3 separate regions of the Mus musculus genome follow, and all the other regions are linked to region 3. Evidence: chromatin contacts called from public HiChIP or PLAC-seq and promoter capture Hi-C data. All regions are on one chromosome and are shown on one strand. Each heading gives the region's core, a stretch centred on a gene start, on an enhancer-like site or on the middle of the called end of the contact. The rest is flanking DNA. Distances are from core to core; before and after follow the strand shown. Region 1 holds the start of Dennd6a (DENN/MADD domain containing 6A). Region 2 holds the start of 4933413J09Rik (RIKEN cDNA 4933413J09 gene). Region 3 holds the start of Anxa11 (annexin A11).

Region 1 (4,718 bases), core at 808-3,307, 740 kb before region 3:
GAGATTACAAAAACCGATCAATGGGGCTAGAGAGATGGCTCACTGGGTAAGAACACTCGATGCTCTTCCAGAGGACGCAACTTCAGTGGCAGCTCTCAACCGTCTGCAACTCCTGTTCAGAGGCCCTGATGCCTCCTCTGACCTCCAGGAATGAGTGTGGAGCATGGACACACAGACAAGCAAAATAGCCACACACAAATAAATCTTTTTTTTTTTTAAAGGTGACCAAATATGACAGCTTCTGCTTACCGATTAAGTTTTATTTTGCTACACATAAAATTTCAGTTTATCATTAAATAACGAGCATAATATATTGTTTTGAGGGGCTGGAGAGATGGCTCAGCTGTTAAGAGCACTTGCTGCTCTTCCAGAGGATGTGAGTTCAGTTCCCAGCACCTACATGACCAGAAGGATTGCAGACTGAGTGGATCTAACCCCCTTTTCCAGCCTACACAAGCACAAGGTACAAATTCTCTTACATGCAGAGATGAAGGCAAAACATTCATACACATTATATAAATAAACAAATCTTTAAAAATAAATGTCTTCAATCTTTGGAGATTGTTATTCCTGTCTCAAATAAAATACAGAATCACTTTACATACTAACTCCCTCTATCAACAAACGTTTAATGAATACTGTATCAGGCAATAAATTTGATCCTATTGACTAAATAGATTAATTCTTAGATCCCCACCTTATTGTCTCAATTCATAAATGCAAATGAGAACATCCTTTTATGTGTATGTCCACTAACTTGTATGGTGCCTAGATCTTAATAAAAACTCAATATTTAAATGAACTATGTAACGATACAAAAGACAAAGATGCAGCAGTTTCTCGTTTGGAACAACCAGACCAACCAAATCAGAATAAGATTAGAATCTTTCACCGATGCCAAAAGAACAATAACAAAATACCAAAAACTTCGGGACATACACCTTTCTAATGCCTTTCTAGTAACTTTTCACTTGGATAAATAAGACAAATCTTTTATGCTAACAAACAACAACAAAAAAAAAAGATGCAAAGTGATGGCAAAAATGAGTGAGATTCAAAGGTCTTTTAGGTAAGATGTTATGATATCTAACAGATTTATAAGCCAACAATTTTTCCACTGACATTAGGTTTCTGGGAATTGTCACAGAATCAGTATTAAGAAACAGCAGGGGTCGGGAGAGGGGTGTGGGGACAGCTTGCCTAGTTTTCAGAAGGCCTTGAATTCTGTTTGCAATGCTAGGGAGAGACTTGGAGGGAATGGGAACCCAACGACATTTCACAGAGAAATGGGGAACAGAGAAAAGGGAGAGAATGCATGCTAAGCATTTTGACTTGGACTCAGTGGACCGATCTACGAGTTAGCGCAATTGACAATACAGTCAGTCAGCCCACATGATTGGACGTGCACGTTTGGCTACTGTAATTCACATATGTCAGGGGGTATTGTTCCTTTCTTGAAAGTTCCAAGCAAACATCCTGTCTGCTGTAGGCTTTTCTGGGTGCCACTACCCTCCAGTTATCGCTGGTTTTTTGTTTTGTTTTTTTAAAGAGGAACATCAACAAGTATTTAGGAGGGGCCTACAAAGAACTTTTCACCCCTAGCCGCAGCCCACGATCCTCCCACCGAAGGGTCGAGAAGCACCGCCCAGCTGAGCCGCGCAGGGGCTGCGAGCCACGCCCGGATGAGCAGCGGCCAGGACCCGGCCGCCCAAGGGTGGAGACACAGGGTGCGGCTCGGCCTCACCTCCACCGCCTGGCCCAGCTCCAGGTCGAAGCCCACCACACACACGCAGTGTAGCCAGGCCGAGAAGCCGTCCCAGCGCAGCAGGCCCCGGCGGCCATCGTCCTCCTCCTCGTCCTCCAGCGCGACTCCCGCCGCCGCAAGGGCCGCCGCCTCGCGCCCCTCAGCCCCGGCCTCGTCCAACGACCCGCGGGAACCGGGCCCAAAGACCGCCGGGCCCGGCAGAGCCATCCGCCACCCCCTAGGCGCTTGAGCCGCCTCCGCTGCGGACCGCGCCGCAGAGCGCGCAGGCCTCCGCGCACGCGCACCGAGTGCTGCCGCTGCCGCAGCCGCTCCGGACTCCCGGAATAGGGGCGCGGCCACGAGGCACGTGACCCTGGGAGCGGGGGGTTCAGTGGTTTCCCTACAAGCCGCGGCTATCTCTGCTGCTCGCTCAGACTGGCCTGCTGGTTTTACAGTTCTCTAAACTCAAACAGTGGCTCAGGAATCGTCATCTCAGATCCACAACAATACAGCAATGAATTATTCTTGGAACGACCCAGTTCATTATTAAAGTGTTACTAAAACATAGTGGTTAACAGTAGTTTAATTAAACTTTTACTCTGTGACAGTTGATATGCTAAGTTCAAATACACCTATTAACTCTTATTAAACATATCATTATGGTGAACACTATTGTTTGTTAAGTGTTGGGTAGGACTTTCTTTTCTTTTTTAGCTATGCCTTACATAGTCCCAACTGGCCTCTAGCTCATGGTACTCCTACCACAGCTACCCAAGATTCTGGGTTTAGTGGCATGGGCCACCACCTCTGGCTAATTTGTCTTCACAGATAAGGGAACTGAAGTTCGGAGAGGCTTCGTGACTAGCCCAGCAAGTATAAGAACTCTAAGGCAAGCCTGTGTTCACTCCTGCAGTCCCCTGATAGAGATGTGTACTTTAACTCTCCGAATACCCTCCCTACCAAGGCAGCTCCCATCTTTATTGGTCTGGCGGACTCTCTCAACTCTTACGCATATGCAGACTTTCTTGGAATCTCGGGTTGGTCAGTCACCTTTGGACCATGCTATCTGAACACTGGAGGAAGGGCCTGGTTTCAAGCTACCTTTGTTAAGAAGTCAAGACAGCTCTAGGCTGGGCACTCAAGAAACATCTGCCCTGGTGAATTGCTATTGATTATTGGCATAGCATGATACGACTAAGTAGGATTTTTTTTTCAGCACCTGCTAGGATTTATTCATCAAAAGTAATTAGAGCCGGGCGTGGTGGCACATGTCTTTAATCCCAGCACTCGGGAGGCAGAAGCAGGCAGATTTCTGAGTTCGAGGCCAGCCTGGTCTACAAAGTGAGTTCCAGGACAGCCAGGGCTATACAGAGAAACCCTGTCTCAAAAAACAAAACAAAACAAAAAAAAAAGTAATTAGAAAACGTGGTAATACCCAATAGGAAAGTGTGTAAAAGATGATAGATAACATACAATGGATTTATCAAAACCCATTCCCATGCCTTTCCACGGCCTCAAAAGGCAGTGATATTACTGTTTCTATTTTACATAGAACAAAGCTGGGGCTCCAACTGATGGCTCAGTGGTTAGGAGCGCTTGCTGCTCTTGCAAAGGACCAGGTTCAATTCTCAACACCCACATGGTGGTTTGTAACTCCAGTTCCAGGGGATCTAATGTCCTCTTCTCATCACCAAGAGCACCAGGAGTGTGTGTGGTGCACAGACATGAATGCAAGCAAACAACATTAAAACACATAAAAATTCTTGACCATCAAGAAATGATCCATCTCTTGATGGTCAAGTATTCTCAAACTTGAGTAGTAATGAATGCTGAAGACTTTCTTAAAGATGTATTTATCATTTTTCTTTTATATATATGAGTGTTTTGCCTATATGTATGTATGTATGCATATATGTGTATGTATGTATGTATGTATGTATGTATGTATGGGTACTGAAGTGGAGTTTGGTTTGCACAGAGGCCAGAAGAGGGTGCCAGATCCTCTGGAGTTAAAGATGGTTGTAAACTCCACGATGGTGCTGAGAACCAAACCTTACTTACTCTTCTACAAGATCAACAAGTGTTCTTAACTGCTGAGCCACCTATCTCTCTAGTCCCACCTGGAAAGTTTGGATAGCATAGAATTAACTGGGGACAACATTTAAATTAGAAACTGTCCTTGCCTAAAACAACCTGCCTGTGACAAAGAACCAGTACAGTTCAGAAAGAAAAACATAACCTGTATTCAAGTAAGGTTCTAAACCTACTGTTCAGAAAAAAACAGTACTGTTTAGTATTAGAAAGGACAGTGAGCTAGAAATGAAAAAATCTGGTATCCAGCTTTAGCTCCATATATTATCATGATAGACAAACAGCTCCTGGAACTATTTTCTGGATTGGTGAAAGGTAATTGCTAACCTGACTTATTGTCAAGAAGAGAAAAGTGTTCCCAATCCAGACACTTTACTATATGCTATTTTATTATTAATGATAAATAAACTTTAATGAGCAGCTGTTCCACAGTGCTGGACCCTTGGCCTGTGGATACAAATTACCATTCTTTGCAATACTATCTTTGTTGTTGTTGTTGTTGTTGTTTATTCGTTTGAGACAGGGCTTCTTGGTACAGTCCTGGCTGTTCTGGAACAAGCTCTGTAGATCAGGCTGTCCTTGAACTCAGAGATCTGCCTCCAGACTGCTGGGATTAAAGCCATGATCTACCACTCCTGGCTGACATACTACCTTATATAATCTTTGGTTAAGCAGAAAGAAATGGTAACCTTTGTAGAGTTTGTCATTAGAGCCTTTAAATCTGAAAGGATCTTGAGCAAGGTCGTTTCTCCACACTTTCCATCCTATATGTGAATATTCTGGTGCTGGCTCAGCCAATCCCACACATGCAGTGGCTCTTAAGCATAAGAACTGCTCTTTTCTGCGTGTTCATGAGGGCTAGGAAAGCCTTCCTCTTGTGGAG
Region 2 (4,342 bases), core at 1,826-4,325, 520 kb before region 3:
CCTCCTGGGTAATGGAGTTGGTCAGAGAGCTTGAATCTACCACACATACTGTGATTTTCCTTATGGGCAAAAGACATTCAGGAAATTCCTTTAAAGTCTTTTTATATTTAGGAGCATGCAGCCTATGGTCCAACTGGAGACTCTAGATGTAAGGCTCAAAGGCTGGTACTGATGCTGGGCAGTGTGCTTGTTAGTTGTTATTATCAGCCTGACCTGATCTAGAGTCACCTGGGAAGACGGTGGCTCAATGGGGAATTAGGTAGATCAGGTTGACTGTGGGCATGTCTGAGAAGGATTTTATAGATTGTTAATTGAGTTGGAAGGATCCAACCTCAGAGGTCAGAATCACTTCATCATCTGGGACCCGAACTGTGTAACATGAAGCAAGCTACAGCATAAGCAGAGACAAGCAGGCAGCAAGGCCACTCCCCTTCCCCTCTGCTCCTGACTGCGGGTGCAATGTGACAGCTGACTGAGTGCCTGCCTCGACTTCCCAAAATGATTCTAACTGTGAACTGTGAGCTAGTCTTCTCCCTGCTAATCTGCTGGACGTGGGATCTGGATGTAATGAAGAAGCTAAGGTGTCCCTCTGTGGCACTGGGGTTGGAACAAGCCAGTTAGAAATTAAAGTAAGGCATTAAAGTTAGTATGATACGCTCAATAGCAGCACATCAGACACAGGACAAGAGCTCTGCCTCCCCCAAACCAACCCTTGTGATTTTCCAGTCCCAGTATTACAAAGACACAACCATTAACTCACACACCATGTCCCCCTGTCCACAAATAGCTCCAGATAAATGTCTTGCTGTATCAAATGCTATCCTAATTTCTGCTAATCCATTAAACAAAACAAGCCTAACTTCATTGGAAAGAATTTTTCTATGGATTTCCTGACCCTTAGAATTTTGAAATTTGAGGAAATGGATCTGAAATCACAGCCCTAAGGGTGAATCTCAACCTTATACTATACCCTTCCTTGGAGGTCAAGAAAATCTCCTTAGAGGTCAAACCAGAGAAGCACCCCGTAATGCCAGGTACAGAGAGTGCACATAATAAGTGGGAATCTGTCCATTAGTAACTTTAGACCAGAGATTAACACTAGGGCTGATGTATGTACAACCCTGTGAGGACTTCTTAGCTGCCCTCTAAATTCTGTACTTCCTCAGAGAGACCTGCAAGCAGATCTTTGACAAACGTCCTTCTTCAAAAATACATAGACGTGATGAGAAGGGAAAACTCACTCTGATGGGGTCCTTCTCCTAGGGCATGGGACAGCCCCTTCTGAGCAACTTCAGAGGGCTGTCTGAGGAGACTGCCAGCTTTGTGGGGAAACTCTAATAACCACATTTACTGAATGAGATAGGATGCTTGTCTGAGGAAAGAAGAGTGGGAATGCCAGAAGTCCAAAGGAGAGACTGTTATGTGGCTGGCTGTTTAGGCTGTCAGTTTCCTTCAGCTAGATTTGAGATGGCTCATGGAGATGCAAGTGGACAGAAAAAAACAAAACAAAACATATAAAACCACTTCCTTCAGAAGCACAGCCTTTAACCCCCACAGGAAAGGTTCTCTTCGCTCTCTGACCCCAAGCTGTTGAGGGCATTTTGCTGCAGTTGGTTGGTTGTTTCTGCTGCTCTCCTCATTCTCTCTCCTCTTACATGCTTGTCTTTATTGATTTTATTCTGTACACTTAAGGCACAGGCAGGACCTGCCCAAAGTCACGGCTGCTGTTGCCAGGCTCTGGACGTGTCGAATAAAGCAATAAACAATAATTCAAAACTCTTGGTACTCAACCCTTCCTGAGCATTTTAAGCCCTCAAAGCCACAGTGTTCTGAGATAGCAGGAATAATAGATTCAAGAGCAAGAACACAGCGATTCCAAAGAGACCCCACAAAGGAATCAGTCTCCAGCTCTCCTCCAGAGAGGGACCTGGACTCCTGGGGAGAGAACTGAGCCTCACCCAACTACCAGGATTTTCCCATGGTGCAATGCAACTTCCTTAGCTTTTCTGGACCTAGCCGTTTCTAAAAGAAAATTGAGTAATTTTCATAATTCAAATCCGGGCTAGCTAAAAGACTGAGACACAAAGAGAAAAGGCTCTAGTGATCCTAAAAGGCAAGTGAGGGTAGCAGGGATCAAAACATAAGCTTTCTGCCCTTGGCCTAGATTCCCTTCTGACTGACTGCAACCTTTGGCTCCCAAAATGCTAATAAATGATGAGTTTACAAAAGGGATGACCTACATCCTTGCAGGATGCCCTCCAACCTCTGCCCAGCCACCTTACATGAGGACCTCCTGAGGATCCTTTAGGGGTGGCGATCATAACATAGGAAGCAAGACTTTTGGTAGTGTGTTGTTGTCCCCAGAGACACTCTGGACTGAGACAGGAGGTGTGAACTCAGGCCAAGGCATGCCATCGGTCTCTTCCACGGTAGGCTAAGACAGGTCTGACTCTTGTAGAGCAATAGCCTGGACTGGATCCTCGCCAAGTTCAGTGAACTGCAGAGAGGAGGGGTCGCCAGCAGGCTGCAGGAGCCTCTTGGGACTGATACCCACGTCCTTTGCTGTGGCAAAGCTAGATGATACCCTTCAGTTAAAGAGTGGCCAGCAAGTGACGCTTCGTCTTCTTCAGTGAAGAGCGCAGGTCCTGGAAGTGGTCCTGCTCCTTGGCCAGGTGTACCTGAAGCAGCAGCTTCCCCGTGAGCCCCCCTGTCTTCTCCAGCTGTTGCCATTTGCCTAGGCACAGCTCTCCCTCTGCATCTGAGCATGGTTTCTACCTCCATCATGGCCTGGGCCAGACTCTGCTGCCATAGGACGAGCGAGCAGCTCCCGGCTGTGTGGTTTCAGAGTGGCCTTCAACTACTTCTCTCCCTGTCCCGTTTGGTGGGGCTCAGTGCTGACAGATGGCTCCAGAGATACCAGTAACAACCTAGCTGTTTTCTTCCTACCTTTGCGGTGTCTTCGGGGGAGGGCAGCTGTGAGGCGGGAAGGCCCACCAGCCAGGGCCAGCAGGCCTGGGGCTGAAACGTTTGGGTGACTCTTAGAGGCTCCATCCTGCCTTCCCGGGTGTAGCCCAGTGGGCTGCTGCCCCAAGGAGTCTGAAGGAAGAGGTGGAGGAGGAGGGGGTGGAGCTGGGGATGGCTGCATGGCTGGCCTAAAGGCACTCCCACTCTGCCTCTAGGCTTCTTGCTGTCCTGCAAACTGCATTTGCTGCTAAAGGAATTTGGCTGAGAGCCCAAGGCTATGCGAACTCACCACCTCAGCCAACACAACTTCCTGCCAGCATTCACTGCCTCTGTCCTGCCTTCTGGCTGGAGGCTAAGGCATCAGATTCAGAAGGGTCATGGCCCCTGAACCTGACCTATCAGCTCCGCTCCGGAGCCTCAGGAGGCCAGAGTTCACTGGTTGAAGGAGCAGGTGCTGAGAGGAGTTAGGCCAGCCCCCAAGCTATTTGAAGACCCCCCCCCACACACACACCTGATCACCTACTGCCCATTATCAAGGGTTTCCCTAGAATTCTAAAATAAACCGTTGATTCAATGGAAAGGCCTCTCACCCAAACTAAGACATCCCCAATTTAAGACCTCTATGGAATCAGTACCCATTCCAAGAATTTCACACACACACACACATCCAACAAATCCTCCCAACCTGTTGCACACTTAATGGCATCCTGCACACCTGTATCAGAGCTCCAGAGTCAAAGGCAGTGGATGTTTGCAGGACCTGGATGTGCATAAGGAGTGTTTGCTGTGGGCTCTTGGAGATTTCTGGAAAGAAAAGTGCTCCTTGGTGTCGCCCCAAGATCACAAATCAGAGATCACAAGCAAATCACAGAGTTACCTTGCTTTCCATAATGACTTCAGCTCAAGACCTTCTCTGACAACCCTCTCTCTCTTTGCACAACTGCTTACCTGGAACGGAATCTGCATCCCAGGGAAGACTGCAAAGTTCTGCATTGCAACCGCTGGCTTACTTTCTAAGGCCGGCCAAGAAATCTTTCTATGGCACTGTCTCAAAGCAAAGGCATCTCAAACGTCCTCCTTCTCCGATAGAAACCATGTTTGTTACTAGGAAACAAACTCTGAATAGTTAGTAGAACAAGAGGACCAGGCTTTGCCCTTAGGTTGCTCTGTGCCTCTAATGATGATGTTCAGGTGGAAGAGAACCAACTACCTTTGCTCCTCAGGTATTTCCTCAGGAGAAACGGGATGGAAAGACATCAGACCAGAGGTTCTCAGCTGTAGCTTCATGAGCAACTTCAGCAGGGTCAGTGCAGCCCTGAAACAATCTCAACACTACTGTGAACATGTGTTTTCTGGGCTGGGCTTGATAGCTCTATCA
Region 3 (4,609 bases), core at 1,650-4,149:
GGAAGAAGAGATCATCTCTGGCCTTCAGGAAACAAAATATGCAATCCCACTCATCTCTGTGAGTTTGAGGCCAGCCTGGTCTACGGAGAGAGTTCCAGGTCAACTAGAGCTACAGAGAAAATACTTGAAAGAGGACCCACATGGGCTCTTAGAAAGATTCAGAAAGTCTCCACCCTCCAAAGGCACAAAGGCTAAATATGTGGTCATACAAATCCTTCCAAGGCCTGTCTGGAGAACTGGGCCAATAACAGAGAGGTTAAAGAGAATGGCTTGTAAGTAAGGAATGGACAAACAAAGAAAAGAGAGCAGAGAGGTGTGTGCTGGGACAGGGCAGTTCAAGCTGGCTGCACCTTGTGCTCTTGTTATCGCTGTACTATCTACTAGCTGTCGCATTTGATTACTTATACACCACCACTTTGCCTTGTGTGCTTTATGCATCCTCCAGCCACCCGTGATACACAGGTACAGTGCATCAGTTGCCACTGGTTCTAACCGCTCAGTACCTGAGCATGGCAGAACTGTTAAAAACATCAACTTGTGCCAGGCAGCAGTGGCCAACCTGCACCATGCAATGGTGGCACACACCTTTGATCCCAGCATTTGGGAGATAAGGCAGGCAGATCTCTGTGAATTCAAGGCCTACTTGATCTATAGAGTGAATTCCAGAACAGCCAGGACTACACAGAGAAACTCTGTCTCAAACAAACAAACAACAACAACAAAAACCCAAACCCTAAAAACCCATTAACTTGCTGGGCATGGTAATACATGCTTTTAATCCCAGCACTCAGGAGGAAGAGGCAGGTGGATCTCTCTGAGTTTGATGCCAGCCTGGCCTACAGAGTGAGTTCCAGGACAGTCAGAACTAGAGAGAGAGAGACTGTCTCAGAAAAGAAAAAAGAAAAAAAGAAAAACAACTCAAGAGGCTGGAGTGATGGCTCAGCAGTTAAGAGCACTTGTAGCCCCATGGCAGTTCACAACTCCGGTTCAAGGGTATCCAATGCCCTCTTTGTCTTACAAGGGCACCAGCTACCCACATGGTACACAGACATACATGAAGACAAAAACACTTATAAATACAAAATGAAATTTGTTTAAAAATTGTAAAAATAAGCCTGGTGTAGTGGGATACAACTTTGATCCCAGCCCTCAGGAAGCATAGACAATCAAATCTTTGAGTTCAAGGCCAACAGAGTCTATAGAGTGAGTTCCAGAACAGTCAGGGCGACACACAAAAAAACAAACAAGAAAGGTAAAACTAGATTAACCATAGGACAGGAAAGCTCTCTCCGTGGATAAGAGTGAATACTGCTCTTGATGAGGACCAGATTTCAGACTCAGGACGTTCACAACTTGTAACTTCAGCTCCAGCGGAACTGAATATACACACACTTAACTAAAAATAATATAAATGCTTTTTTAAAAATATTAACTTGCTGGCCGGTGGCACAAACCTTTAATCCCAGCACTCAGGAGGCAGAGGTCTGTATGAGTCTTGATATTGAAGTTTGGGACCAGACTGGTCTACAAAGCAAGTTCCAGGCCAGCCAATGCTAAATTGGTAGACCTTGTTTCAAAAGCAAGCAAACAAACAAACAACAACAACCCCCACCCCAAATTAACAAGACAACAAATTAACTCACACAATCCTCACAGTGAGTCTATGAAATAAGAATTATAATTACCCTCATTTTACAGTGCAGAAATTAATGAGGTATCAGGAAGGGATGGAGGAATCCGAAGTGGACACCTGTCTTAGAGCAACAGACTGTGTGGGTGAGCTCACCTTGCTTCCCCAGCTAGAGAATCCCGAGAACAGACAAAGCCTTGGGGGAACAGCCCTGTTAATCCTCCAGGAATTCCCAACAACTGACGGAAGCAAGAAAATAATGAAGGAGAATAATGGGAGCAGGCTGAGGGTGAGCAAGACACCTGGCCCTTCCCCGCAAGGATCTGGGTCCAAGTCTAGTCATCCTTTCGACAATGACACACACCGCCATCAACAAAGTTGAACAGCCCAACCCAGGGCCGCATTTGTAGCTTTCTTCCGCAATAAGGCAGCCTCGGGGCAAGGCAGCCTCGGAGCAAGCAGGGAGCAAGCTAGTTGAATCCTGTAAAGGGATCAGACAGGTAGGCTGACACTCTAGGTGTAGGGTCTGGGAAACCCAATCTCCAAGGACGCCCACTGATTAGCCGGCGGGGAGAAAAATCTCTAAAGAGAATGTGCCCAGCATGAGTTTAGCTATTCTCCCCCAGATTTGTTTGACACCTTGTACGCCTTTAGGAGACTGGCCTGAGCCCACGGGACGTCCGGGTTGCCAAGCTCAAGCAAGCGTTCTTGAAGACTCTGGAACGAGAAGCGGGGGCAGGGGCAGAGGGATCCTAGCTGGATACGCGGTAAGGAAGACAGGCAGGCAACACGGCATCTGGCACAATCGTGCATTCTCTGGACCGCTTAGGAGCCTGCCTTATATAAACCCAGGGTGGCAGGTCCAGGAACCCGCGCCCTGCAGTTCCGGAGCAAAGTTCCCAAAGACAGCTTTCTCGGCCCGCTGGGCTCCGCTCAAGCTTCTCCCGGAAGCGCACTGAGGTAAGACCTCAGTCACCCCCAAGTTCGCACACCCTGGGACCCTGCGGTCCCAGGCTCACCTGCCCTGACCCCGTTCAACTCCGGGCCTTGTCCTCGGGGGAACATTGCACCCCACGCCACGCGCGAATACCCCTCATGCGGAAGCCGCCCGCCGGGACCCTCACGCACCTGGCACCAGGGACCGGGACACTGAGCTCGGATAGCAACTCCTTCCTACTCCCGCTTTCCTGGATCCTAACCCGAGAGTGTCTGCGCACGGTCGAAGGAGGAGCCGGCAAGGCGGAAAACTCTCCGGGCGCGGCCGCGTTTGTCGCCCCGGGGCGGAGCCGCACGAGATGGGCGGAGCCTCTCTGGAGGGGCGGGGTGCGTGGGACCACGCCCACAGGTGAGGGTTGCGCTTCAGTGGTAGCTTTGTAGGAAGCCCCGAGCTTTCCGGAGCAAAGCCGCTCTAGACCTCAGGATGAGAGGACATTCTCGCGGGTGTTTATTTTCAGGAGTTTGACAGCGAAAAAAAACTTAAAACAGTCACTGTGTACGGCAGGAGGAAACTTCACAATGGAAAAAATTACCACCTCAACCAGTGACCAGGGCCAACATCAGCAGTGGTAATTTATATTGATCTTCTGTCGTGTGGTGTCTTCCTCCTGGAGACACATGACCCCATAGTAATCGTGCAGAAATATCAGACAAGCCCCAATTGAGGAACTCAGGACTGTCCAAAACTCTCAAGGTTGTCAAAACAAGAGGAGTCTGAGAAGCTGTCACATGGAGATATGAAAACTAAGTAATGTGACATCTTGGATGGGATCCTGGGAAAAGGACACTAAGTTAAAAAAAACAATGACATCTGGACCATATATAGATTTAATAACAATGCATCAATATTGGTACATCTATTGTAGCAAAAATACTAATATGTTAATAACAGGAGAAGACCCACGTTGGTTGTTTATTTAGAAAAAGGTAGTATAGTGAGTATGATTGTGTAACATTTAAAAATAAAAATTAAGTCTCTTACTCTCCCCAGCTCACATTTAGGCACCTCCTTCCAGATGTTCAACACACTTCTACGTTTGTGTTGCTTGCTGTGCTTAAGCAAATGTATTTGTTTATAAAACAGGATTGCAGTATTTTTTTTTCCCCTCACTTTATATTCGAGTGTCCTTTCAACTGACGCCCCAGGACCAACCAGGTTCTTCGGAAGACTGCACAGGATCTCCCCCCACCCCTTACGGATTCTTCACTATCTAGCTCCCACCTGGGGTACACTTCTTTCATGGCCCACTTTTGATTTGCAAACAAGCCATTTGTCATTTGCATTTTAGGAGCCCAGTGGACTGTAAGAGCCGGAAGAAGCCTGGTTGGCAGGTGTGGTCTGCTTGCTCCAGCAGATCGGAATGAGCTAGCCTGCCAGGCTACTGCCTCACAGCGGGAAACTCAGGCTTAAGGTTTCAGAGTGAATGAATAAATAAATAAATAAATAAATAAATAAATAAATAGCAGAGGAACATGATTACTCCTAGGTATGGTGAAGGAGAAGGTTTATTGTAGAGAAAAAAGAGACATAGTCAAAGGCAGACACATCTGGGAGAATCCAGAATGGTCATGACCCAGAGCCTTGTGAGGAGAGTGGGGAGGGGAAAGGAGATGGGTGAGAGAGGAGAACCAGGTACAGCAGCTAGAAGCTAAAGGTACAAAATAAAGGGGGAGGGGTAACTAAAATCATTATATTATGTAGAGAAAAGCAGCCCTGTACCGTGGCCTGCAGAGTTGTGGGTAGAAGGCAGGTTATGCCAGCCACAGGCTGTAAGGTAAGGCAGGGTATGCCAGCCACAGGCTGTAAGGTAAGGCAGGGTATGCCAGCCACAGGCTGTAAGGTAAGGACTGAGGAATTCTGAGGGTCCAGGGTTTGAAACCTAACACAAAACATCACATAGAAAACCTCCAGGCTGGAGAGATGGCTCAGAGGTTAAGAGCACTGTCTGCTCTTCCAGAGGTCATGAGTTCAATTCCCAGCAA

What was found. Promoter capture Hi-C pulls out the DNA fragments that hold promoters and counts their contacts. HiChIP or PLAC-seq counts read pairs in DNA pulled down with a chosen protein or histone mark.
Region 1: an H3K27ac HiChIP or PLAC-seq map of embryonic stem cells shows a contact between it and region 3, with 2.5 times the contacts expected there. The contact joins the promoter of Dennd6a here to the promoter of Anxa11 in region 3. A contact is called at or near these places in 1 of 39 promoter capture datasets (embryonic stem cells) and 3 of 115 datasets of contacts at active chromatin or transcription factors (embryonic stem cells and pancreatic cancer cells).
Region 2: a contact with region 3 is called in a promoter capture Hi-C map of neural stem cells. The contact joins the promoter of 4933413J09Rik here to the promoter of Anxa11 in region 3. A contact is called at or near these places in 1 of 39 promoter capture datasets (neural stem cells) and 2 of 115 datasets of contacts at active chromatin or transcription factors (embryonic stem cells and stem cell-derived neural progenitor cells).

Annotation. Positions count from the first base shown.
Region 1 is chr14:26,576,889-26,581,606 of GRCm38.p6, reverse strand. It overlaps Dennd6a (DENN/MADD domain containing 6A), which reads right to left and starts at 2,057. Exons shown (of 20, transcript NM_001134465.2): 1 at 1,745-2,057. The coding sequence starts at 1,972.
Region 2 is chr14:26,356,280-26,360,621 of GRCm38.p6, reverse strand. 4933413J09Rik (RIKEN cDNA 4933413J09 gene) reads right to left here and starts at 3,075. Exons shown (of 8, transcript NR_038005.1): 1 at 2,947-3,075.
Region 3 is chr14:25,840,445-25,845,053 of GRCm38.p6, reverse strand. Anxa11 (annexin A11) reads right to left here and starts at 2,899. Exons shown (of 15, transcript NM_013469.2): 1 at 2,759-2,899.